2 separate regions of the Pan troglodytes genome follow, and region 1 is linked to region 2. A link is a contact called in public Hi-C data. All regions are on one chromosome and are shown on one strand. Each heading gives the region's core, a stretch centred on a gene start, on an enhancer-like site or on the middle of the called end of the contact. The rest is flanking DNA. Distances are from core to core; before and after follow the strand shown.

Region 1 (4,109 bases), core at 573-3,072, 290 kb before region 2:
GCTGGCAGCTGGTGGCTGCCTGATCCGGATGCCATCTCTGGCCCAGATGGCTCTAACATTTTCCAGTAGCCCCCAAGCAGTGCCCTAAGCAAAAGCGTGAATCAGGTGAGATTCTGCTGCATGGTTTTCCCATCTACATTTCAGTATCCTCCCCTCAACAAGGCCCAGATTCCCCCAAAAGTGCTGTACTAACTTGTTCACTCCTGACCACATCCTCCCATCAAATCCTCCTTGGACTCACAACTCTAAGACCCAGAAGGAAGGTAGAGATCATCTCATCTGGATCCTAACCTGGGTCCCTGAGCCCCCTAAATGTCCTAGCAGGCCATAACGGGAGTCCTAGAGGTATTCTTCGTATTTTTAAAGCCATTCATAAGCATATGAGTGTGCTACACATGAGACCAGACAGGCTAATTATGCCTCAGGTGCTTTGCTTTTGGATGGAATTATATCCACTGACTGTGTTCATTCTAGTTAGCTGGTGTTAAAGATTCTGATTACAAGTTTGTCATTTTAAATGTCAACAATTCCTCTTTCAGTAAATGTTGCTTGTGTCATAGACAGGCTTTTTTGTCTAAAAAAGAATCAATAGAGGAAAAATAATAAAAGGGCTCCTTTGAGGCAAAGAGGTGGAGAACCAAATCACCTCCCCATTTTACAGATGAAGACATGGAGTCCCAAGTGTTTCCCAAATTCATGCGGCTACTCTGGGGCAGAAGCAAGAGTTTAGCCTTGGTGTTTTTCCTTCTGCTCCAGCACTGCTTGTACAAGCTGTTCTGCCACATCCCAGGTTCTGTCCTCTCCTCGCAGCCCTGCCAATTATCAAGCAGCACCTAATAAGAAAACTACTGTCTCGTTGGCCAAGTGATGTACATATGTCAACAAGTCTTTCCTAGAACTGTCCTGTCCATCAAGTAGCCACTAGACACATGTAACTATTTAAATTTAAATTAATTACAATTAACTACGATTCAAAATTCAGTTCCTCAGTCACCCTAGCCACATTTCAAGGACTCAGAAGTCACATGTGGCTGGTGGCTACATATTAGACAGTGCAGACATGGCTCATTTCCACCATTGTGGAAATTTCTACTGGGCAGACTGCTGTAGATGCACTTGACTCTAATGGGGAAGGCCCCAGCCCTGTGACTGGGGAAGACATGAAGGTGCTTCTCATGGTATCAGGCTCTCTGCCTGGACTTATGGTCTATGGATCACCAATGACCTGGGGCCAGACCATTTCTGACCCCATTCCCTGGGGTCAGTTGCAACTGCAGTAAGTCCACCCAGGTCAGAGAAGGAGATCTTGCAACAGAAACAATCAGAAGGATCACCTTCTCCTTAGACAAGCCCTGTGGTTTCCATGACCAGAAACCACGTTCAAGGTTCAATCACTCTGAATATACATGTCACTCTGTCACAGGAGAAAGAGCACTAAAGGGGAGTCGGGAGAGGTGGGGTTCCAGCACAAGTGTTGCCTCTTACCAGCTGTGTGCCTCCAGCAACGCCCCCCTCTCTGGCCCTCAATCCCACACTAGGTAAACAACCCAGTCTTCTGGAGTCCTAAAATTCCACGCTGACCCCATCATCATTTCATTCCTCTCTCTCTGGTATGTGTCTTATCTTTCTTGGATGTGTGTGCATTTACAGAATGTTTCATCTTAATCAAGGACATAATAGAGAGGGCAGGGGAAATTGCCTTGGAGACTCCAAAGTGTGTGTTAACATAGAGAAAGAGCTCTGAAAACCTTCTAGGGCAGCAGAGGCTGTCAGGGTGCTCTTTTCCATGCAAGAATCCAGTAGAGGGGGATGTTGCATAGAGGCGAATTCCTAACAGGCTTTGCCTTCAGCTTGTCATTGTTAGTGCCCAAGCTCAGAGGGGAGGAAATGTCTTTTTCATCCTTGCGGGACCTCACATCTACTCTCTGTGTACCAGGACTCAATAAGTCTCTAAAAGCCTCTGGATGGACACAGGAAAGCCGCTGGTGTTCTTTCTGTGCATTTAACCCTAATGAATTTTCCCTTCCCATTTCCAAATTACAAAATCAAAGCTATTTTCTCAGGTGCCATATTTAGCAGCTGTCAGAAGTTGGAATCTGGCAAGATCAACAACTTTTGAATAGCTCAAAATTCGCTAAAGTCCCAGATGGGTTTTCCCCTTCTCTGCCCTCCCGCTCCCTTCTCAGAGCCAGCTTTCAGAGTCCACCTCGGGCGCCTGAGACCCGAGCAGTGTGCCTCTTTCAGTAAAGCATGGTTTTAAGGAAATAAAAACACATTTCCCTTTCACATGCCTCATTGCCTTATTTTCCCTCTCATTTTGACAAAATGGGGCTCTGCAGTCCTCCTCCTCAGATGAAGGCTGATTAGCAGCCACGGTCACTAATCTCTCACCATCTTCTTCTAAAAATGAGACTCACCCAGCCTCAGCACAACAACTAAGAGCAAAAGGTTCGTCGGAATTTCCAACTCCTGTGATTTCTCCCTTTGGTTCTTCAGAGATAACGGTGAGAGTGAAAGATGTAGAGGTGAGAGTAAGACACGCAGAGAAGCCCTGGCTATGAGCGCCCATAGTGGGCGTGGGGCAGCAGCCCTTGAAACTTCACGGTGAGATTCCACAGAAGGGATCTTTCCCTTGTAAATGTCCCACTTACGGCTTGAAGTTCAAGAAGGTAGGCCTGGATCCAGCCTCACCAGCCTGACCCTATGCCAGGCTTTCTGCAGCACTGGGAGGGAAGGGTGGAGAATGCTGAAGACAGAGATCTCCGGCAGTCACACCTTTCATGGAAAACAGAGACACCTGTCTTGATAGGTGAAGCTGTGGATGGTGGCTCAGCTGCTGTCTCAAAGCAATCAAAGAAAATGTCTGTGATAGGTGGAGGGAGATTTTGTTCCCCAAGGTTGGTTCTCCAAGCTGAATAGACAAAGGTGCAAGAAACAGGGAAATTCTCAAGCAAAATAAGTTGTATTTGCCGGAAAGTCTATCTGAGTGAGAATTCTCAAAATATTTTCTAAAGCTCCGAACTGTTTGGAGAACGTAGCCACAGTATATACAGAAATAAATGCCCCATTTTCATTAGAAGAGCCTTTGTGTATAAAGAGACGCATCCAGGCTTTGGGGCCAGACATTGGTTCAAATCCCAACCCTGTCACCTTCTACTCAGATAACCTCAGACAAGTCACCTAGAACCACTGAACCTCCATTTTCTCATCTCTAAAATGTAATGGCACCTACTTTTACAGACTTATTCCAGGGAATAAATAAGATAAACTATGTAAAAGCACTCAGGGGCCAGGTGAGGTGGCTCACCCCTATAATCCCAGCACTTTGGGTGGCCAAGGTGGGCAGATTACCTGAGGTCAGGAGTTCAAGACCAGCCTGGCTAACATTATGAAACCCCGTCTTTACTAAAAATACAAAAATTAGCCGGGCATGATGGCGGGTACCTGTGATCCCAGCTACTTGGGAGGCTGAGGTGGAAGAATCACTTGAACCTGGGAGGCAGAGGTTGCAGTGAGCCGAGATCGCGCCACTGCACTCCAGCCTGGGTGACAGAACGAGACTCCATATCAAAAAAAAAAAAAGCAAGCACTCAGCACCATGCCTGGCATATAGTCAGCACTCGCCAGATGTTAACTGCTATCATTACATTGCTAATGAAATAATACCACAACATTCTGAGTGTAGAGGTACAGACATACAAGAAAATCCTCTCTTTCTACAAGAAATTTCTTCAGGATTAAAATTCTGATGCCTGTATGACTTAAGACTAACCCACAAGAAAATGTCATGGGGGACTGTGATACATACTTCCTAAAATTTGTTTCCTGTTCTACCCAACAGCCCTTGTGTTTTTGGAGTTCTAAAACTGAAGCCATGTGGTCAGTATAAATGGCAGAGTATTAATCAACTGAAAATAAATATTTCTGAGATCCAAGGGCAATAAAACCCTGTGGAAGCACCCACCCCCTACCCATTACTCAAATTCAGACACAAAGAGACTGCGTCTGTCTTCATCCTCACCATGATGACCCTTCATTTCAAGCAATGGAATATTCACAGCATCATAGTGGAGCTTGGGGTACAAGTGGGGCATGGTGCTGATAGCCCT
Region 2 (4,038 bases), core at 957-3,456:
CGCTGGGCCCTGGGGGCTCCGCGTCTCCCCCCTGTAGAGGGCTACCCCGGGAAATCTGGATCGGGTTATGGAGAGCCATCGGGCTACTGTGAGAGGCTCCAGATCCTAAACCCTCAACCTGTGGAGCACCTGCCTGCGACTCCCGCGGCTGCCACCCGCCCTCAAACTAACGGGCCGGGCAGGCACAAGAGTCCGCGGGGCGCGCAGAGGCCGCTCTCAAGCCTTCGAGCTCACTCCGTGCTCAGGCCACCAGCAGGAGCCTCTCACCACCTTTCAGAAGCAGGAGGGATCTTTTTTAGATTTAAGTCCTTTAAAAATAATAATAAAGCAAAAATACAAAATTTCACCTCCATTTTCAAGTTGGGCGAACTAAAGTTGTTCCACAGGTTTCCCTCATCCCTCCCTGGCGGGGCGAGGCGCAGAGCTCGGTCCCGGCTGGAAGAAGCGGCCCGAGCTCCCGCCCCCTCCCCTGGCCCGCGCCTCCCAGCACTCGAGGGTTCAGCGCCCAGGCCCCCTGAACGCCCCCGCTTCGGGGCTCGCGGACGCCCCAGCGGCCCCGCCTTCCTCCCGGTAACGGGATCTGGCGCGGGTCAGCGAACAGAGCAAACGCCCCCGTCCTGACACCCCCTCCTCTGGAGACCCTAGGTTTGTCCAGGACCCTCCCGGGCACTGGTAGCGCAGCCCGCGCGCCTCAGTCAGCACCCCACGCCCAGCCCCGGGCACTAATGCCCGGCACCGGCACCCCACGAATCCCGGCACGGGAGCCCGGGAGGGACCAGGACCGCTGAACTCTGCGGGTCGGGGAAGGGGACGCCGAGACCTGAGGAGGGGCGTTTGGCTGTGAGGGAAGCGGGTGAGAGCGCGCGGAGCCCCAAAGAGAGGCTGCGCGGGCAGCCCGCAATGCGGCCAGGCCGGGATGTCCCGGAAGGACGCGGGAGCCCCAGGGGACAATGTCGGGGATCCTCGCCCCCGGGAAAGGGGCGGGGTGGAGCAAGTCCGCTCGCAGTGCAAGAGTGGGTACTTTGGGGATCCTGGGGGAAAGGGAGACGGCGCGAAGGAGTGAGTGAGAATCAAGGCCGGGCAGGAGGCATGAAGAGTGCTGAACGGGTCAGGGGGACTAGGGCTGAAGTCGGGGTGGCAGCGGGCACAGGTGGGAGAGGGAGGGATTTGCGCGGAGGGACTGAGCCCCGAGCCCGCCAGGGCATCCGGAGGGAGAGGCCCGGCCGGGGGTTTCTGGGGTTAGAGCCGCCAAGGCAGGAGGTCTTGGAGGACGTCCGGGGCCCAGCCCCGTGGGCAGGAAGACACCGGCGGGCAGGTTCCGCGGCTCCCGGCCGGGGGCGGGGGGCGGTGTAGCCTCTTACCTTGAAGGCCACGGGCAGGGTCTTGTTGCAGCGCCAGTGCGAGGGCAGCACCGAGCACAGGAAGTTGGGGCTGTCGGTGCGGACGAGTTCGGCCGGGTGGTCGGCGATGATCTCCACCATGGTGCGGTTGTCGTGGGGCGGCCGCAACCGGGGCACTGCAGCTGCCGCCGCCGCAGCCGCCGCCGCCGCCGCAGCCGCCGCCGCCGCCTCCTGCTGCTGCTGCTGCTGTTGCTGCTGCTGCTGCTGCTGCTGCTGCTGCTGCTGCTGCTGCTGTTGCTGCTGCTGTTGCGCAGCCACCACCGGGCTCACGTCGCTCATTTTGCCGGGCTGCAGGCTGCTGGAGGGGGGGCTGAAGCGCCGGCTGGTGCTCGGATCTACGGGAATACGCATCACAACAGCCACAAGTTAGCGAAGTGGCCGGGGGAGGGGGAGGAGGGTGGAAATGAGGGGCAAGGAGGAAATTGGGGGGGTGAAGGCGAGACGGGGGGAAAGAGGATGGAGGTGATGGGGCTGAGGAGGTGAGAAATCAAGTTTGATGAGGCCGACTGCCGGGCGGAGTCTGATGGGCCAACAGAGTCTGGCGATGCGGCGCAGTCGGGCTGGCGGGTAGGGAGACCCGGGAGGCGCAGATCTTTGCCGGAGCCTTTGGAACACCCGGGGTGGCAGCTGCGAACGGGCGCGGGGGTGTGTTTGGCCTGGGGAGGCGGGGGACTTGAGTTTGCAGCTTGGAATGGGGTCCCTTGGGGCACCGCGTCCTGGGTGCGCTGGCGCCCCCTCCCAGTTCGAGTCCGGTGGTGAAGCGGTGTGGGTTCAGCAGTCCAGCCCCGGGGCCGGCATTGCCGCGCGCTGCCCGCCACCGCCGCGCCGCGCCGCGCCGCGCGCTGCTACCCAGCTGCAGGCGGCCGCGCCTCCGCCCTCCCGCGCCGCCGCCTCCGCGGCGGCCGCCGCTCCCCCCGCGCCGGCTGCACGCTCAGATTCCTCCCGCGGCGGCTGCCAGCCCGGCTCCCCGGCTAGGCTCCTTCCTTTCCCTTCTTTTCTTCTCGCCCTCTCACAGCCACCTCTTTGCATCCACTCCCTCCTGCAATTTGCAAAGCTCCCCTGTCTCTCGCGCTTCAAGGTGCCAAGAGGTAAGTCGTGGGCAGCGGATCTCGGGGCAACGAATCTCGAGCCTGCGAATCGCAGCCGCTGCCGCCGCCAGCCGGCCGCGAGAAGGAGCCCCCCGCGCGCCGTGTGCAGTTTCCGAAGCCTAGAGGCGGCCCCAGACTAGGGGCAATCTCGCCAGGTCGCGTCCTCTTGCTCTCCCCACCCCTAGGACAAGGAACCCCCTCTTTGTAGGAAGAGATTGAAGCCAAGACACCAGAGAGCCCCCGGCTGATCTGACTGTCGCTATTTTTCGTTGTAACTTCAGGAGAGGAGGAAGGAAAATTCTTGAGCGTCTGTGCTGACTTCTCAGCACTCTTCACCCTCCCACCTCCACCCCCACCTCTGTCTGAGCGACTCCCAAGGGAAAAAGATTTTGCAGGGTTTCGGTGTTTTTTGTTTTAAGTGACACAAAAAAAATGAGGGGGGGGGTGGAGGGAGATCTAGTCAAAATAGTTTTTAGGAACTCAAGTGCATAGCTGGACATTTCTTTTTTCTTATATATTCAATCTTGTCATTCCTAGAGAACAAGAATGAGGTGTTTGTTTGTTTGTTTGTTTGTTTTTGTTTTAAGGACTGAAAAACTGTCAGCTTTGTGATTAAAATAAGTTGCAAAACCCTTGCTGGGGAAAAGCACCAGCCGTTTTCCATGAATTTAAATATTTTATTAAGTCTATTCTACATCTAAGACTAAGTTTCGTGTCTGTCTTCCCCAGCGCTCACGGGGAAAAATTAAAAATACGAACTAAAAAATTCAAAATGCTTCCGTGGCTGTTTATTTATGTATTTATTTCCTAGTGTGGGTTTAAAAAGCGACTTTGGATCCCCCAAAAAGTTGTGGTCGAGAGGATGAAGGAGCGCGGAAAAAAAGCGGCACTTTTTACCTAAAATGTGGTTTTTGGAGGCTGGGATTTCTAATGATTAGGTTTTTGTGGTTTATATAGACACGACTCTGGCTAAGTCGATCATTACGCTGATGAGAGTCAGAGCACGTGGGTGTCTACGACCAGCCTCAAACTCTGAGCCTTCAAAACAAATAAAACAATGTGCTGCGCCCGCAGAAGCCGGGAAATCCGCTTGAGGCTATTACACCCCAAGAAGGGGGCACAGGGCCGTTTTACCCTCGGCGTTGTGTACTACTACGTTTCTTGCTTATTACCAAACTCTTTAAAGCCTTCCAAAGCTTGAAAACGTGTTTGCGAAAAAAATCATCAGTTGCCAAAGTTTCAAAGATTCCTAGTGGAGTAGCTGACACAGTAACAAGTGATTTTATAAAATAAATGAAGAATTAGAATGCCTCCCCCTCGAAGCATTAAGGAAGAAAGATGGTTGGGTCATCTCTCACGCCCTCCCATCTTATTTAAAGCAATTCACATACCCATTACTGGGTGTTTTTATTGCTCAGTGCAAACGCCTCCCTCACCCTCGTAGCGACCTGCCACGACCCTCCCTGTCTGGTTTTAGAGCTTTGCTCCCACTCGCTGAGCCCACGCCCGGGTCTGCGCCCTAGAAGGGGCCTGGAAGGGCTCTGAGAGCA

What was found. Hi-C and Micro-C count contacts between places; a contact is called where the count stands out from the background.
Region 1: a Hi-C map of stem cell-derived neural progenitor cells shows a contact between it and region 2, with 5 times the contacts expected there. The contact joins two enhancer-like sites. A contact is called at or near these places in 2 of 7 Hi-C or Micro-C datasets (induced pluripotent stem cells and stem cell-derived neural progenitor cells), 1 of 1 datasets of contacts at active chromatin or transcription factors (stem cell-derived excitatory neurons) and 1 of 1 other capture datasets (stem cell-derived neural stem cells).

What each region holds. Positions count from the first base shown.
Region 1 is chr5:51,592,309-51,596,417 of NHGRI_mPanTro3-v2.0_pri, reverse strand. No RefSeq gene overlaps it. Among named protein-coding and RNA genes, the nearest start is that of CLIC5, 300 kb to the left of the region's middle. Within about 2 kb of position 1,822, at least 3 of the 24 cell types and tissues checked have an H3K27ac peak or open chromatin away from gene starts, as enhancers often do. A contact at or near this core is called in stem cell-derived neural progenitor cells, where this site is marked.
Region 2 is chr5:51,305,444-51,309,481 of NHGRI_mPanTro3-v2.0_pri, reverse strand. It overlaps RUNX2 (RUNX family transcription factor 2), which reads right to left. Exons shown (of 9, transcript XM_001142127.6): 3 at 1,362-1,735. Among named protein-coding and RNA genes, the nearest start is that of SUPT3H, 42 kb to the right of the region's middle. Within about 2 kb of position 2,206, at least 14 of the 24 cell types and tissues checked have an H3K27ac peak or open chromatin away from gene starts, as enhancers often do. A contact at or near this core is called in stem cell-derived neural progenitor cells, where this site is marked.